3 separate regions of the Mus musculus genome follow, and regions 2 and 3 are each linked to region 1. Evidence: chromatin contacts called from public Hi-C and promoter capture Hi-C data. All regions are on one chromosome and are shown on one strand. Each heading gives the region's core, a stretch centred on a gene start, on an enhancer-like site or on the middle of the called end of the contact. The rest is flanking DNA. Distances are from core to core; before and after follow the strand shown.

Region 1 (4,472 bases), core at 1,004-3,503:
CCATGCCTTTGATGTAGGGTTTCCCTACTGATATCATCACATAGTGCAGTCTTTGGAAAGCTCCAATGTATCAATCCCATGGATGTATGCACGATGTGTCTTTGTTGATGCGTAGTAAAAAACAAAAGATAGGAACAACATGGAGAAGTTGCATGTGAATAAGTGTGTATGTGTGTGTGAGAGAGGGGGGAGAGGGAGGAAGGGAGGGAAGGAGGGAGGGAGGGAGAGAGAGAGAGAGACAGACAGACAGACAGACAGACAGACAGACATAGGGACAGAATGCCCTCATCCCTAACCCAGATATCTCCAATTGACAACCAGTTGTAAATAAAAATTTAGTCTTCTCCAAGAGGGTCTCACTGGGGAAACAAACTACTCTTAAGGGTAGACTACATGTTCAGCAGTAGATGGCCCGCAGAAAATGAAGCCAATGGCATCTTTGAATGTTCCTTGTCTCATAATGTTATGTCAAGACTTTGACTTCTTTTCTTTCCTTTATTTTTAAAAATTATCTTATTTTTATTTTATTTACATATATATTTAATTTTTTCTTCCTTCTTTTTACTCCATGGGTCTTCTGCATGTGCACATACCCACCCCCACACACACACATCTATATCTATCTATGTGTGTGTGTGTGTGTGTGTGTGTTAGTTTTGTTTTATTTAATTATATTACATTTTATTATTGTTCCTTTAAAATATGTTTATTTTCTTTTTCTTTTTTAATATGTTAAATCCCCTGGCTGTTTTGAGAGGCCTGATAGAGGAACTGGGAATAGAACTCCTGTCCTCTAGAAAAACAGAAAGTGGTCTTTACCACTGAACCACCTCTTCAGCTCCTTTCCTGTTTGTTTTCTAATGAAAGACAGAAGGGGTGGACCTGAATAGGAGGGAAGGGGAGGAGGAATTGAGAGCGGTAGAGGGAGGAGAAACCATAATCAGGATATAGTATGTGATTTTTTAATAGGAACAGGATTTTCAATAGGAGCAGAGGTAGGGGTAAGAAATAAGTAGAGTTAAGAGGAAAGAAAGAAAGTTAGAGACAGAAAGAAACAGAGAGACAGATGAGAAATAGACAGCTGGAGACAGAAACAAAGATGACAAATGGAAATGAGTGGGAAAAGAGAGTGACTTGAAGCATTTGTGTCAATTCTTGGAGAATGTAACACAATGTGCTTTGATCATGTCCGCCCCTCATCCTGTCACATCTATCTCTTTACCTCCACCTCCCCACTGCTTCTCTACTTCCCCCACAGAGTTTAGCTAGTGTTACCCTACTTCTGGGAGTGAGGCATGCCCTGGAGTGTGGTCAGTCCTCCAGGGGTCACACCATTACACAAAGGTGACTCTTCTTCCCCCGGAAGCTATCAAATGCCAACAGTTCCTCAGCTAGGAATGGGGTTTCATGCCTATCTTCCTCTTTCCATTCTTGGATTTTGTTTGGCTGAAGCTTGTCTCAGGTCTTGTCTACACTGTCACAATTCCCCTGAGTTCATATGTGCAACTGCCCTGTTTGAGAGGATATGATTTTGATGATGTTTTAATCATTCAATTCAACGAATGACCCTTAGTTGTAAGACATTTGATCTCCTTTTGTAGGCTGTATTATGCTAGAAGATGATGCTGAAAGATGGCATGATTAATATTTTATCAAAATAAGAATTATCAGAGCTTTTATGACCTGAGTTCAGATCCTATCACTTGCATAACTCTCCAGCTGCTGCGATCTTGCATGAGCCTGTAAGCACAGTGTTGGGGGGCCGAGGGTGCTAGCGGGTGTGGAGAAAGGGGATGCTAAGGCTTGCTGACTACCAGCCCAGTCTAGTCAAAAGACACAAGCTCCAGGTTCAGTGGGAAACTCTGCTTCAAAGGAATAAGGTTCAGAGTAATAGAGGAAGGTACCTAAAGTTCTCCTCTGGCTTCTGCATTTGTGAATAGCTGCATACACACACACACACACACACACACACACACACACACACACGCACACACACACACTATACCCATACACATACAGTAAGTAGAAATGTCATTTTAAACATACTGTCTGTCTTACTCTGTCTCTGTTTCACTCTGTCTCTGTGTCTGTCTGTCTCTCTCTCTCCCCTCCCCCCCCCTCACAAATATGTGTGTGCTCTTTTTTTATTTTGCTGATGGCTGAAGGCCAAATCTGGGACACTATTCCTTGGCACAGCTTTTCATCTAGTGCAGGAAGCTCCTTCAGGACTATGAGTCACTATTTGGAATGAAGCCTTATTCACTCTGAGTGTTTCTCATTATTAGAGAATCCCTTGTTATGCGAAGACTAGCTTCCCCTAGAATCTTTGATTAGTCTTGAGCTTGCCTTCTAGAATAATGTAGTCTCTTTTTTGTGGTTTCTGTATGCATTTGGATGTCTATTCTGAGGACGAGGGGCCAGGCGGCTTTAGGCAATGGTGTCCTAACTCTGTCACCAGTGGGTACTAAGAATGACAAAAGGCAGATACAGGTCCGATTTCTTCTTCTGTGTCTTCTTCTTACTGAGAAGAATGCAATAATACCTGGTACTCAGTGAGTGCTTGCTTTGTATGGGACACTATTCTAACATGCCTTAGGTTGTATGGTACCCCACAATCCTCCCAACCACTCTCAGAACTTGAGATTTAATTAGTCCTATTTTAAAGATGAAAAACTAAGGCACAAAGGGGTTTGGGAACTTACCCATAGTCAAGTTTGTATTGAACCATGATACCAGAGCCCGCCCTTGTGACTATTAGACTTTTTCTCCTCTCTCTTTTACTCATTGATGTCAAAGTTCTTAAAATATGAGGGCATTACAGCATACAGAACTAATATGACCTGGTAAGTCCAGGGACATCATCAGTGCCTCAGCCAAGACACTGTATGGCTATTAAGATCACATTTAACAAGTTTGGCAGCACCCAGAACTTATCCCGAGATTGCACTGAACTCAGATGACCCACGGTTTTTCTGTTGTTGTTTTTCAAGCTAGTTCAATCCATTCTGGTTCTGCAATTGATTTTTTTTTTAGTATACGAGTTAGGTTTTGTGTATATTTACTTGTCAAATCATTTTCTACAGTTACTTCAAGAAAATGGATTTGAATGTGGACATAAAGTATAATTTGATAGTCTCAAGTAATGAGATTGTGGACAAATTTCCTTGTGACTTTCAAAATTATTTAATTTGTGGTTGTCATGATGTTGGTGTGCAAGAAATAAAAGCTGGTGATGGAAAAATGAACATTCTAGTTTAGGCCATCTTTATTATTATTATCATTATCTTGTTCAGTGCTTTATAGCAATCTGGATTCTGATCCTCGAGCACAGCAGCTTCCCTTCTTGACTTAATATCATGTGCAAATGAAAAGACAGAGATATCCTCTAAGTTGTTGGTGTCTCAGGTGGACAGACCCAAAGGGCAGGGAGAGAGCACATTGTCTCATCAAATACACTCTAGATCAGTGGTTCTCAACCTCTCTAGTCCTGTGACATTTTAACATAAAATAGTAGAATATAAATATTTAATAAATTATTATAAATTATAAAATTATGAATAATAAGTTATTTTAACATTTGAATAAAGTATAGATTTAATAAAACAGTAAAATATAAAAATCCTTGTGTTGTGGTGACCCTGAAAGATAAAATTATTTTTAAGTAAGGTGGTGGCAACATTTTAAACACAGGACCTATTCCTGGGTATTCAATGCATCTAGATCATGGAGTAGACACCTGATAAATGTATGCCTCTATTGTTTTTAAAGTCTTACCCCAAAAAAGAAAAGAAAAACATGCCTTTTATTTTTCTAAATTGTCTTTATTGTTCTTTTTCATGCACAGTTTTCTTTCAACCCCCTCTGGACTTTTCACCTTAAGTTCCTCCTGTATAGGAAAGGGGAAATGATATGATTATATTATAATCTCAAAACTTTTAAAAATTAAAAAAAAAAGTTCTTCCTGTCGCAAGACTTTTATCTTCTTACCACGAACAATGGAGTCGGTTTTGTTTGCTTGTGTTGTGCAGACTTCCCTGCCCATACTTTCATAGGGCACTCAGCTCTGTTCCTCTGTACAGGGCCTTTCACCCGGTGGAAAGTTCTAGTCAGTAGCTATTCCTTTGGGCAGGTTGGGGCACTCAATCACCAAGAAGTTTGTTTGTTTTTTTTCCTCTTGGCATTTTTGTAGGGAAGGGGCTGAAGAATCAGAAGAAATGAGGTGTGGTGGAGGGGAGCGTGGTCCTGTCTGCCCTGACTCACTTGTAGAAGACAGTACTCACTGTCTACCTGAAATCTTCTCTAGGAAGCTTTCCCCCTGCTGGCCCCAGCTTTGCTGTTAAGCAGGTTCATCCCTGGCTCTACCCCATGTCCACCCTGCTTCTCAACCGCAGAATTTTACTCAGTCTATAAAGATGTTTCCTTTTTTTGGCAGGTGAACCTAGAAGAAGACTTTAAGGGGTTCTGGTTTTCCA
Region 2 (4,472 bases), core at 973-3,472, 140 kb before region 1:
AAGAGAAAGAAAAGCAGAAAGGGAGAAAAGTATGTAGTGATCTGGAGTGGAGGCCAGGCTCACCTCCCTGTGGCTCACCTCTTAGCCTCCTTGAGAGGCAGGTATTCTCATTTGAAGTGAGGAGCCAGTCCTGGCAGAACCTAAAGCGGAACCCAGGTTTGTGGAGGTAGCTTGTCTTTCTGGGCACTGCAGCTCTCCCAGGCTGGTTCTTCCTGGCAGGCCCATTAAGAAATGGCTGGGACAAGGAGAGCTCTAGGCTGAGAACCTGAAGTCCCTGAGGTTCTTGGTTTCTCTGTACACTCACCTCTATCTAAGACCTTGGCAGACTCCTCAGGCTCTGCATCATTGAACATAATGGGGGTGTTTTCCTCAAATGCCTGTCAGGGTTGGTCTGAGGCACAGAGAGAATGAGATAGGGAGTGATGCTTTTTGTGAAGTGGCCAAATGTGGCAGAAACACTTTGTTTCCCATATTATTCTGGCTTGTTAGTGCCTGCCCAACAAGTAAAGGGGAACCCTAATTACGAACAGTAGACATGAAAGGCAGAAGCTTATTAAGTTGTGGCTTACTTTCTCTTCCATCCCACCCTCTGTTCATGCAGGTACAAACAAATTTGAGGCCTCAATTGGAAGAGCAACATGGGCCACCCCTGCTGGGTACCCAACTTATGAGCAAGAGAATGGAAGCTTCCATCACAGGGAGAGGCAAAGCCTCCTGATCTAACTGGTCTAGCCCCAAGCTACATTGCCACTAAGGAAGGGTACAGAAAACTCTATGGGAAGGGGCTGCTGAGCACCAAGCATGGGAACATGGCAGACTTCAAGGCCTGAGCTCTGGGAACTGCAATCAGAAGGAATGGGCTGAAAGCAGAAAGGAAGGACAGGTTCAGACTCTTGCTTGTTTGGATTCCAAGGCCTGGAAAAGGTGCATCTCTCCTTCCCATGTTAAATTATAAACCTCTGTAATTATCCTGTACCTATGAGGGATTTCACCTTGTTTCAAAGGTGCTGGGCCTCTCTCTCTCTCTGTTTCTGTCTCTGTGTCTGTCTCTGTCTATGAACTATTCTTTCTGTATTTCTCCAAGTAGGACCCTGTTGATCTATCCTCCACTCGATCCTGTTGATAACTCAGCCACTTTGAAGCATTAGTGCTGCCTTTGCAGAGTCAAGGCTTGGATGGGGTACGGGAGCTGTCATAAGTACTAAATGTAGGGGAACTTGCTCTCGGGCTCTTGACCGTGTCCACCCTCAGAGCCCAGTACCTTCCTTGCCTCACTCTTAAGATGCCTCAGTGGATGAAGACATCAGGGTCAGTTTGGTGAAGACTAAGGTGTTGTATACAACTGCAAATGCCAGTGTGAATTAAGCACTGGGTGCTCAAGTCATGACAGCTGTCCTTTAAGAACAAACAGGAAGTGGCTATGGGAAGAACTTAACCCTGAACATAGGTGCCAAGTTTAGCAAGAAATGAAGATACCACTGGAAACATCTGCGTAACTGCTACTGAGCAGTTGCTAGGAGACACCTTGCAGCCACCCTCTGCCTGGTGTTCTGATGCCCCTTCCTTCCGCTCTTGAGTCCTGGTTCACGACATGCCAGGCTGACTCCTGGCATTTCCGCCTGACCTCTAAGCTGCCCATCAGCACCAATACAGATTTCCTTTGCCAACTGTGCCACTGCTTATCCTTGGTAGGGCCTGGCATAGCAGCAGCCATGGGGCTCGTGAGGGGCAGTAAAGCATTGTCACATGAACAACAAAGATTGGTGTTCTGGGGCTGCGACAGCTGTCTTTCCCAGAGGGCATTGCTCATGACATTGATAACACTGTGCAATCCAGCAGGAGCCTAGACCCCCATACAAGATACATCCATTGCATTTACTAGGATGTTGTGTCAGTCAGTGTGTTAGCTAGATACACTGGCCTCAGCAATAAAATATAAAGCTCACTTGCCTGGTTCTCACTTTAGTCCTGCAGGAAGCAGTCAGTCAGGCACATCTTATCCTCAGGACCTGGTACAGGGCAGGGGCTGGCACATGGTAGTCTGCTCAGTGTTCACAAATCCCTCAAGACCAGAAAGACTGACCTTATGTGGAAAGGACAGACTTTAAGGCAAAGCTGTGTTACTTCTGTAGGCCACTAGATGGTGATAGCATCCCGTAGTAGAGTCCAGGGCAGGCAGGGTTGCTATTCCTTCCTCTGCAGAGAAGGAAGACTCTGCTTTCCTGACACAGCCTCTTGAGAGATCAGTGTGGGAGGAGTGGTTCTAGGAGGTCTTCTCTATCTCAGCCTCATTACTTACCACATTCTTCCTGTCTCCTCATCTACACAGGGGAATAACATTGCTCAAGGCATGGGACTGGTGTGAAGGGAGATAAGTGTTAGTCACACTTGCTGCTCTTGTCTCCTTTGCAGAGAAGACAGACTATGAAAATAGAAACAACACAAGCTACAAAGCAATGACCTCAGTTGAGGGCTACATCATTCATTAGTTCAGACCTGATGCGACAGGACTGGTGGGCAGGGCCAGTAGGGGCGATCCTGGTGGCTTCACGTGTGACAGTATTTGAAGGAAGAATCCAAGGGCCTTGGATGATCAATATGAAAAGGCAGTGAGAAGCAGAAGACAGAAGAAGCTAATATAAATCTTGTCATGCTGTCCTATGCTGGGATAAGGACCAGAGCATGGACACACGCACACATGCACTCCAGGCAGGCAAGAGAGTCATTAGAAAGCTTCAAAAGATTTGTGAGAGCCCAGAGCCAGGCTTCAAAAATGAAGGCTTAGGCTGGAGGTGTAAGAAGAGGGTTGGAGAAAACCCCAAAGGCTGAGGATCACCACCCCCATGGACCGTTCTGCACTCGCTTGCCAGGCCAGGTTCTCTGCACCCTCCTCATCCCCCCAACACGCCAGCTCTGCGCACAGTTTGTTCACTAGAGGCCTGGTACCTGTCTTCTCTCAGGCCTCTGCACTCACACGGGGCTAATGCAGGAACATTACCTTAATTAGTTATTCATTTAATTTAACTTCACATTTGGTCTCAATTAAGCTTAAAATGTTCTTCCTTATAGATGCTACAATAGCACGTGTAATTAAAAGGCAATAACTCTTTGTGTTTCTCCTTTAGAGACCCACTGGGAGGCTGGGCTAGTGTGTATGAGGAGTGGCAGGTGGGAAGTAGCTGGAAGGGAAAGAGCCTCTTGTAGAGCTGAGAATTTTAAGGCTTCACTGAAGGAGTGAGGAAGGACCTAAACATGGGACCAGACAGAGGGTGGGGAGGGCCGCTGCAGGGAGCCATGAGACCTAGACAAAGCAACCGACCTTGTCCACGAGGCTATGGGAATAAGGGAGGTTTGGGGGTGGAAGGAGGCCATCCTTACAGCTAAGAAATGGAACCCTATATCCTGTAGAAGGTGTAATGCCTCCCCCCCCCCAGACTGTCTACACCCTAATTCTTAGATCCCATAAATATATTGTGCTACATGATAAACGAGACTTCTTGAGATGGGTTGTCAACTGAGCCCAGGATAACTACAAGGCTCTCATGAATGACAGTGAGGCAGGGGTGGAAAACAGTGGAAGATGTTACATTGCTGATTTCTGAATGCAGAAAGGGCTCATCAACCCTGGAATGTGAGGGACTTCTAGAAGCTAAAGAATGCAAATAGGTCCTCCCCTAGAATCTCTCCTACAGTATTGTCCTTAGCCCTGTGAGACAGTAAGATAATACATGTGCATTGTTCTAAGCCATGTGAAGTTTGTAATGTTTTACAGCAGCAATAGCAAACTCATACGCATCATTAGTGCAAAACAGGCATGACCGACTTACAGTCAGAAGCATAGAAAAACTGGAGCTCCCAGTGCTGGGAAGCTGGCTCAGTGGGTAAAATGCTTGCCGGGTAAGCATGAGGACCCGAGTTTGACTCCCAGAACACGCTCGAAGAAGAAAAGTATGGGGGCAAGTTAATTGTCCAGCACTCGAGAGGCAGAAACAGGAAGATAGTAAGCTCCAGACAGTGAGAATTTACCTAAGACAAACAAAAATCAAGATGGATGGCATCTGACAATGACACCTGAGGTTAACTTATGGCCTCCACATGCATACATATCCACCAGGCATGTGCACGTGCATGAGCCAAAAACCTCAAAGATTAACAGGTATACAGGGGTGGCCACATAGCACCGAGTACAGCAGCATCCTTACCATCCTTTTAGAAATAACTCTAAAGGGGATGTGCCCTCTTTTGGCTGCTGCACAGTGCCCCAATCAGAGCTCATCAATGACATCATCTTTAAGTATACTTCAACTACTTTAACCCCCACTCCTGCCCAATTCCAGGCTTCCTCCCCACAATCAACAGCTCCTTCTAGGGGTTTCTCTCAAGTGGATCTGTGTGGCCTGAATTTGGTCCCTTTAATCCTGTTTGTACCTTACAGACACATAGTGTAATATAAGTGTTAGGAGCTTGAACAC
Region 3 (4,472 bases), core at 1,225-3,724, 140 kb after region 1:
GAGAAACCCTATTTCGAAAATCAAAAAACAAACAAACAAAACAAACAAACAACAAAAAAAGAGGGTGTTGAATTGCTTGTCGAGGGGATTAATTAAATAGGTTAGACAGTACCCCATAAATACACTGTGGCCCTAGTTTGAGATGCTGGCAATTGGTAGGGGATGGAACAATCGAGGAGCATGGTTCATAACATTTGCCAATTTCTGTTTTGTAAATGTACCTTCCATGACCCACTCAAAACTGCTACTGAAGAATTGGAAAGAAATACACAGACAGGACTCAGTACAATCCAAATTCGAAGATCCATGTCACAGGCACACAGTCTCTATTGCTGATAGAGGGAGGGAGATGATCCTGTGTGCAGATTCATTAGCTTTCAATGGCCTTGCTCATCCTCTCCCCGGTCTGTCCCTTCGGGTCTAACTCTGGGATCTTAACTTGAAATGTTCTCTCTTTAATGACTTAAATACTTCAGAAAGTGCTGAGGGTGGAGTAAGAGCTGGATACGTGTGTAAGCGCCATGGTGCTCCACACCTGAATGCCAAGGCCAAGAGTTTTCTGCTTTGGGGATTCTACTCAGTACTGTTTCTCTCTGCTTGCGCAAGCTCACTCTCAGCATCCGCCCTGGTCCAGGAACCTTTGCTGGCTTACCAGTGAGAGAACTCCTTTATGGCAATTCCAGAAGCCCTGCTTTAAACCCTTTCCCCCACTGTTTTCTTGGTGTTTTTTGCATACTGCACACCGAAGACTTAAACCAGTCCCCCAGTTCCCATGAACTACTCAGCAGAGAGCCTCAACACTGGTGTGTCCCACCCCCTGAGATCTCATACTAAGTCCAACTGTCACTCAACAAACCAAGGTGAATTCCTAAAGTGCTATGTATATTACACCCATTCCCGTTGCATCCAGACTGGGTTCCTCTCAAATCCATACCTGTGGGGGAAGGGAGGAAACAGGACAGCAAGTATCTGAGTATCGGTCAGATCACTCCCAGGAGAGCATCTTGAAGGTCACAGAATCCTGAGGCTTGATCCCGACAGTCCTTTTAGCTGGAGGTGCAAATTCAGCTTAGCAACCCATGCTAGGCAGGGGAAGTAGAATAATGTTCTAGAAATAGACGTGGTGATAACTAACTTTGTCACCTTGGGCGAGTTAATCTCTCAGAGCCTCCATTTTCTCAACTGTAGAAAAGAAAACACTAATACCCAGGATAAAGTTACATAACATTAGGTAATGCCCAGTGCCTACAGCAGTGTGTTGAGTGGCCTGGAGGTCTTAAGCATAGGCCCATCTTGTGTGGCTTTGGCCTACTCAGTCTGAAACACTCAGTGATGTAGGTCTCGGAATTAGGATAGCAGCCTTGGCAGCTGCATAGTACACGCGCTGGCTCCGCAACTGGGCACTCAGTGTTTCTATGTCCCAGCTTCCTCCTCTCTAAATGTGAGTGAGCGTAACACTGTATCTTCATCAGGACTGCCTAGAGGATTAGATTGCACAGGCAAAGGCTTAGTAAAGAACCTGGGTGGGGGCAGGTGCTGGGGAGAGGCTCAAGTGCTTGCAGCTGGAACATGGATATCTGAGTTTGGATCTCTAAAAACAAACAAAACAGGGCAGGGCAAGTGCTTATTTGTAATGGCAGTGATGGGGGTGTTTGGGCAAGCACCCATCTCAAAAATAAGGTGGGAATGAAAGCAGAAGACATCTGACATTAACCTCTGGCTCTCTTCTGCATGGGCAAGTATGCTCCCACACACGTGTGCAGGCACACACCACATGTGCACACCTGGCTGATGGTAAGCATTCTCTGTGGGTGTCAGCTGCTGTTGAACGTTTTGGGAAATTGAAGCAAGCAGGGTCATCAGGTCTAAGGAGCAAAGGGCAGGGCTCTGGTGATGGGAGCGAGCTCCTAACCAAGTGGTTTTCACAGTGCTACTCAACGAAGCATTTATTCAGTGTACTGTGTGCATGTAGAGCATTATATTAAGTCCTGAAGGCATTGCTCAATGAAGAAATGTGCAGGCAGGGCAGGGGGAGGGGGAGGGAGAGGGGGAGAAGGAAATGGACATAAAGAGTAACTGAAATATATATTTGGCACATAATAAGGGATCTAAAAAAGTATCCAAATATCTGACTTAAGGCATCTGCCCTGTGTGGGAGAGTCAAATTTTCCCAAGGGAGGCAAACCCTGAGAGAGTGGCAGTAAAGTTGCCCTTTTAGGGGCTAGGCTGAGAGATGCTAGGAAGTCAGTGTCCCTAGGATCAGGCTAGACAAGTGGCAGGGGTACTGTTGTGACTGTCCTCTGCAGCAGCTTCCTGGCCAGCACCCTGGGAACTGCCACTTCCTAACTATGCGTCACTGAGGGAATTTGTCCACCCTGTGACCAAAGAGTGTTCTGGCTACAAGTAAGTGACCCTAGGGCTTTACTCTTTGTCTTCACTGGCACTATACTTGGTCACTTACGGAATGTGTTGGGTAAGGTGGCCTGAGGATAGCATGAGAGAGATGGAGACATTCCAAGGAAGAATTGGGACCAGAGCTCTGGGCCAAGGCTTCTGAAGTATTAGATACAGGGAACAGATGTTCCAGGCTGTGTCCTTGGCAAGGCTTTGTGAACTAGAAACTTTAGTGACCATTGCATGCTCTCGGGAGCAGCTGGATCTGCTGGCATGGGAAGTAACATCTTAGCTAACGGCCGCCACCAAGGGTTCCAGCCTACTGGGGCCATTATCTGAGAAGTGATATCATACTCTTGTTTCTCTAGTTCCAAGGAGAGCACACTCTATCCCCTTGCCACTGGCATCTGAAGGCTCTCGGCTCAAGCTTAGCTTTTCCACAGGTTATTGGAAGGCCAGGGGATTGCAGCTACCTTGTTCTAGAGCAGTATGTATGCCCAGAGGTGGCAAATGCTGTGTTTCCACCAATCAGTCCTAGTCTAGGTAGAGCTGCATTGTCCAGAGACTGTGTTCACACCCCACCTGGTCATAACTTACTGATAAGAGATCCAGGAATCTAGAAGCCCAAAAACGTATCCTCACAAGGTTATGCACTGCTTGGTACACGGAGACCTCAATGACAAGAGTCTACAACTGAGATGCATACTCCATTGTCCCTCCTTACAAAGTCGTCAGTACTGGGTCTCCCTAGTAGTGCAGATGAGGTGAGTGGAGTGGGAGAAGAGCATCCTGGGGCTTTAGGACTTCTGTCTCCAAAGGCTTCTTACCAGTCAGCCAACCCAACCCACTCCTCCATTAACTAGCAGCACTCTGCATTTCTTAGACATTGGTTCATTTTCATAGTCATGTGGAAAGAACATAGACTAAGGCTTTGGGCTTCTAACTCTATCACTGGGCAAAATCACTGACCCTCTTTGGAAAGGGTTTTCTACCCTATAGAGTAGACATCCAAAGAGAAATGGAGAGAGAAAAAGAGAGAGTGTGCCTGGCACATCAAAAAACAACATCAACATGATATCTCAACAATGTGGATGAACCCTTGTTCCCACACAGAAATGTTGTTAGCAGATGTACTTCTAGACGCCTATCTGATAAAACAAAGATTTCCTGTCTTGGCAAAAGTCTTGATGATTTAGGATACTCGGGGTAGCTTGGCTTTTGACCCCAAGACTCGAGGACTGTGACAGAAAGAGGGGGACAAAGTGATTCAAATTAGCCAGTGAGATCGCTCTGCAGGTAAAGGGGCTTGCTGCCAAGCCTGATGACTTGAGTTTGATCTCCAGAACCCACATGGTAGAAAGAGAGAACAAAACCTCCAAGCTGTCCTTTTACCTCCCCATGTGCACCCACCCACCCACACACCTAAATAAATGAATGTAAAAAAAAAATCCAAAATTCCACATGGGAGAGATGGAAGAGTTCATTATTCGGAGTTTAGACATCCAAGTTTACGTTTCAAATCATTTGTTTGTTTGGTAAAATCATTCAACCAGCATATCAGGTTGCTATTTAGTCGAATTGGGTGTGTTAAGTGCACAGGGTAGATTGCAGTAAGTATTTTATAAGAGCGTCTTATAACCCAACAAGTGCCACCAAATACGTGTGGGTGAGGTTCAGTCCCTGCCAGTGACCAAGGCAAAGTGGATGGAGACCCCTTCTCCTCCCCTAACCCGGTAATCTGCTGCAGTGTGACCTGTTTGTGAACTGGCTGGATTTCAGGTGACCAGGATAAAAGCTTGGACTGCCTCTGCCTCTCCTTAGCTGCCTAATTTCAGGGAAAGCTGGTTCTTTCCTGTGCTTGTTACCACTGCTTTTCACCATGGGGCTGGGCAGGAGTCTCATGGGAGAGGTTTTTAGATTTTTGCTCTTGTAGACTAGACTTAGCATCCACATTGTTGAGATTACATATTGATTTTGTTTTTTGATGTGCCAGGCTCTCTCTCTGTCTCTCTCTCTTTCTCTTTGTCTCTCTCTCTTTCTGTTTCTCTTTCTCTGTCTGTCTCTGTCTGTCTTCCTGT

What was found. Hi-C and Micro-C count contacts between places; a contact is called where the count stands out from the background. Capture Hi-C pulls out chosen DNA fragments and counts their contacts.
Region 2: a promoter capture Hi-C map of adipose tissue shows a contact between it and region 1. The contact joins two enhancer-like sites. A contact is called at or near these places in 2 of 9 other capture datasets (adipose tissue and liver).
Region 3: a contact with region 1 is called in a Hi-C map of muscle stem cells, with 2.6 times the contacts expected there. The contact joins two enhancer-like sites. A contact is called at or near these places in 2 of 484 Hi-C or Micro-C datasets (muscle stem cells and ventricular fibroblasts), 2 of 115 datasets of contacts at active chromatin or transcription factors (embryonic basal ganglia and embryonic stem cells) and 1 of 9 other capture datasets (liver).

The regions. Positions count from the first base shown.
Region 1 is chr9:37,083,237-37,087,708 of GRCm38.p6, reverse strand. Pknox2 (Pbx/knotted 1 homeobox 2) reads left to right here. Exons shown (of 13, transcript NM_001029838.2): 2 at 4,433-4,472. Gm34538 (a long non-coding RNA gene) reads right to left here. Exons shown (of 7, transcript XR_003948122.1): 7 at 3,835-3,886. Among named protein-coding and RNA genes, the nearest start is that of Gm34538, 48 kb to the right of the region's middle. Within about 2 kb of position 2,253, at least 45 of the 459 cell types and tissues checked have an H3K27ac peak or open chromatin away from gene starts, as enhancers often do. A contact at or near this core is called in adipose tissue and muscle stem cells, where this site is marked.
Region 2 is chr9:37,227,786-37,232,257 of GRCm38.p6, reverse strand. Slc37a2 (solute carrier family 37 (glycerol-3-phosphate transporter), member 2) reads left to right here. Exons shown (of 19, transcript NM_001145960.1): 19 at 602-3,109. Among named protein-coding and RNA genes, the nearest start is that of Tmem218, 22 kb to the right of the region's middle. Within about 2 kb of position 2,222, at least 137 of the 459 cell types and tissues checked have an H3K27ac peak or open chromatin away from gene starts, as enhancers often do. A contact at or near this core is called in adipose tissue, where this site is marked.
Region 3 is chr9:36,945,338-36,949,809 of GRCm38.p6, reverse strand. The region is part of intron 5 of Pknox2 (Pbx/knotted 1 homeobox 2); the gene reads left to right. Among named protein-coding and RNA genes, the nearest start is that of Gm34652, 27 kb to the left of the region's middle. Within about 2 kb of position 2,474, at least 17 of the 459 cell types and tissues checked have an H3K27ac peak or open chromatin away from gene starts, as enhancers often do. A contact at or near this core is called in muscle stem cells, where this site is marked.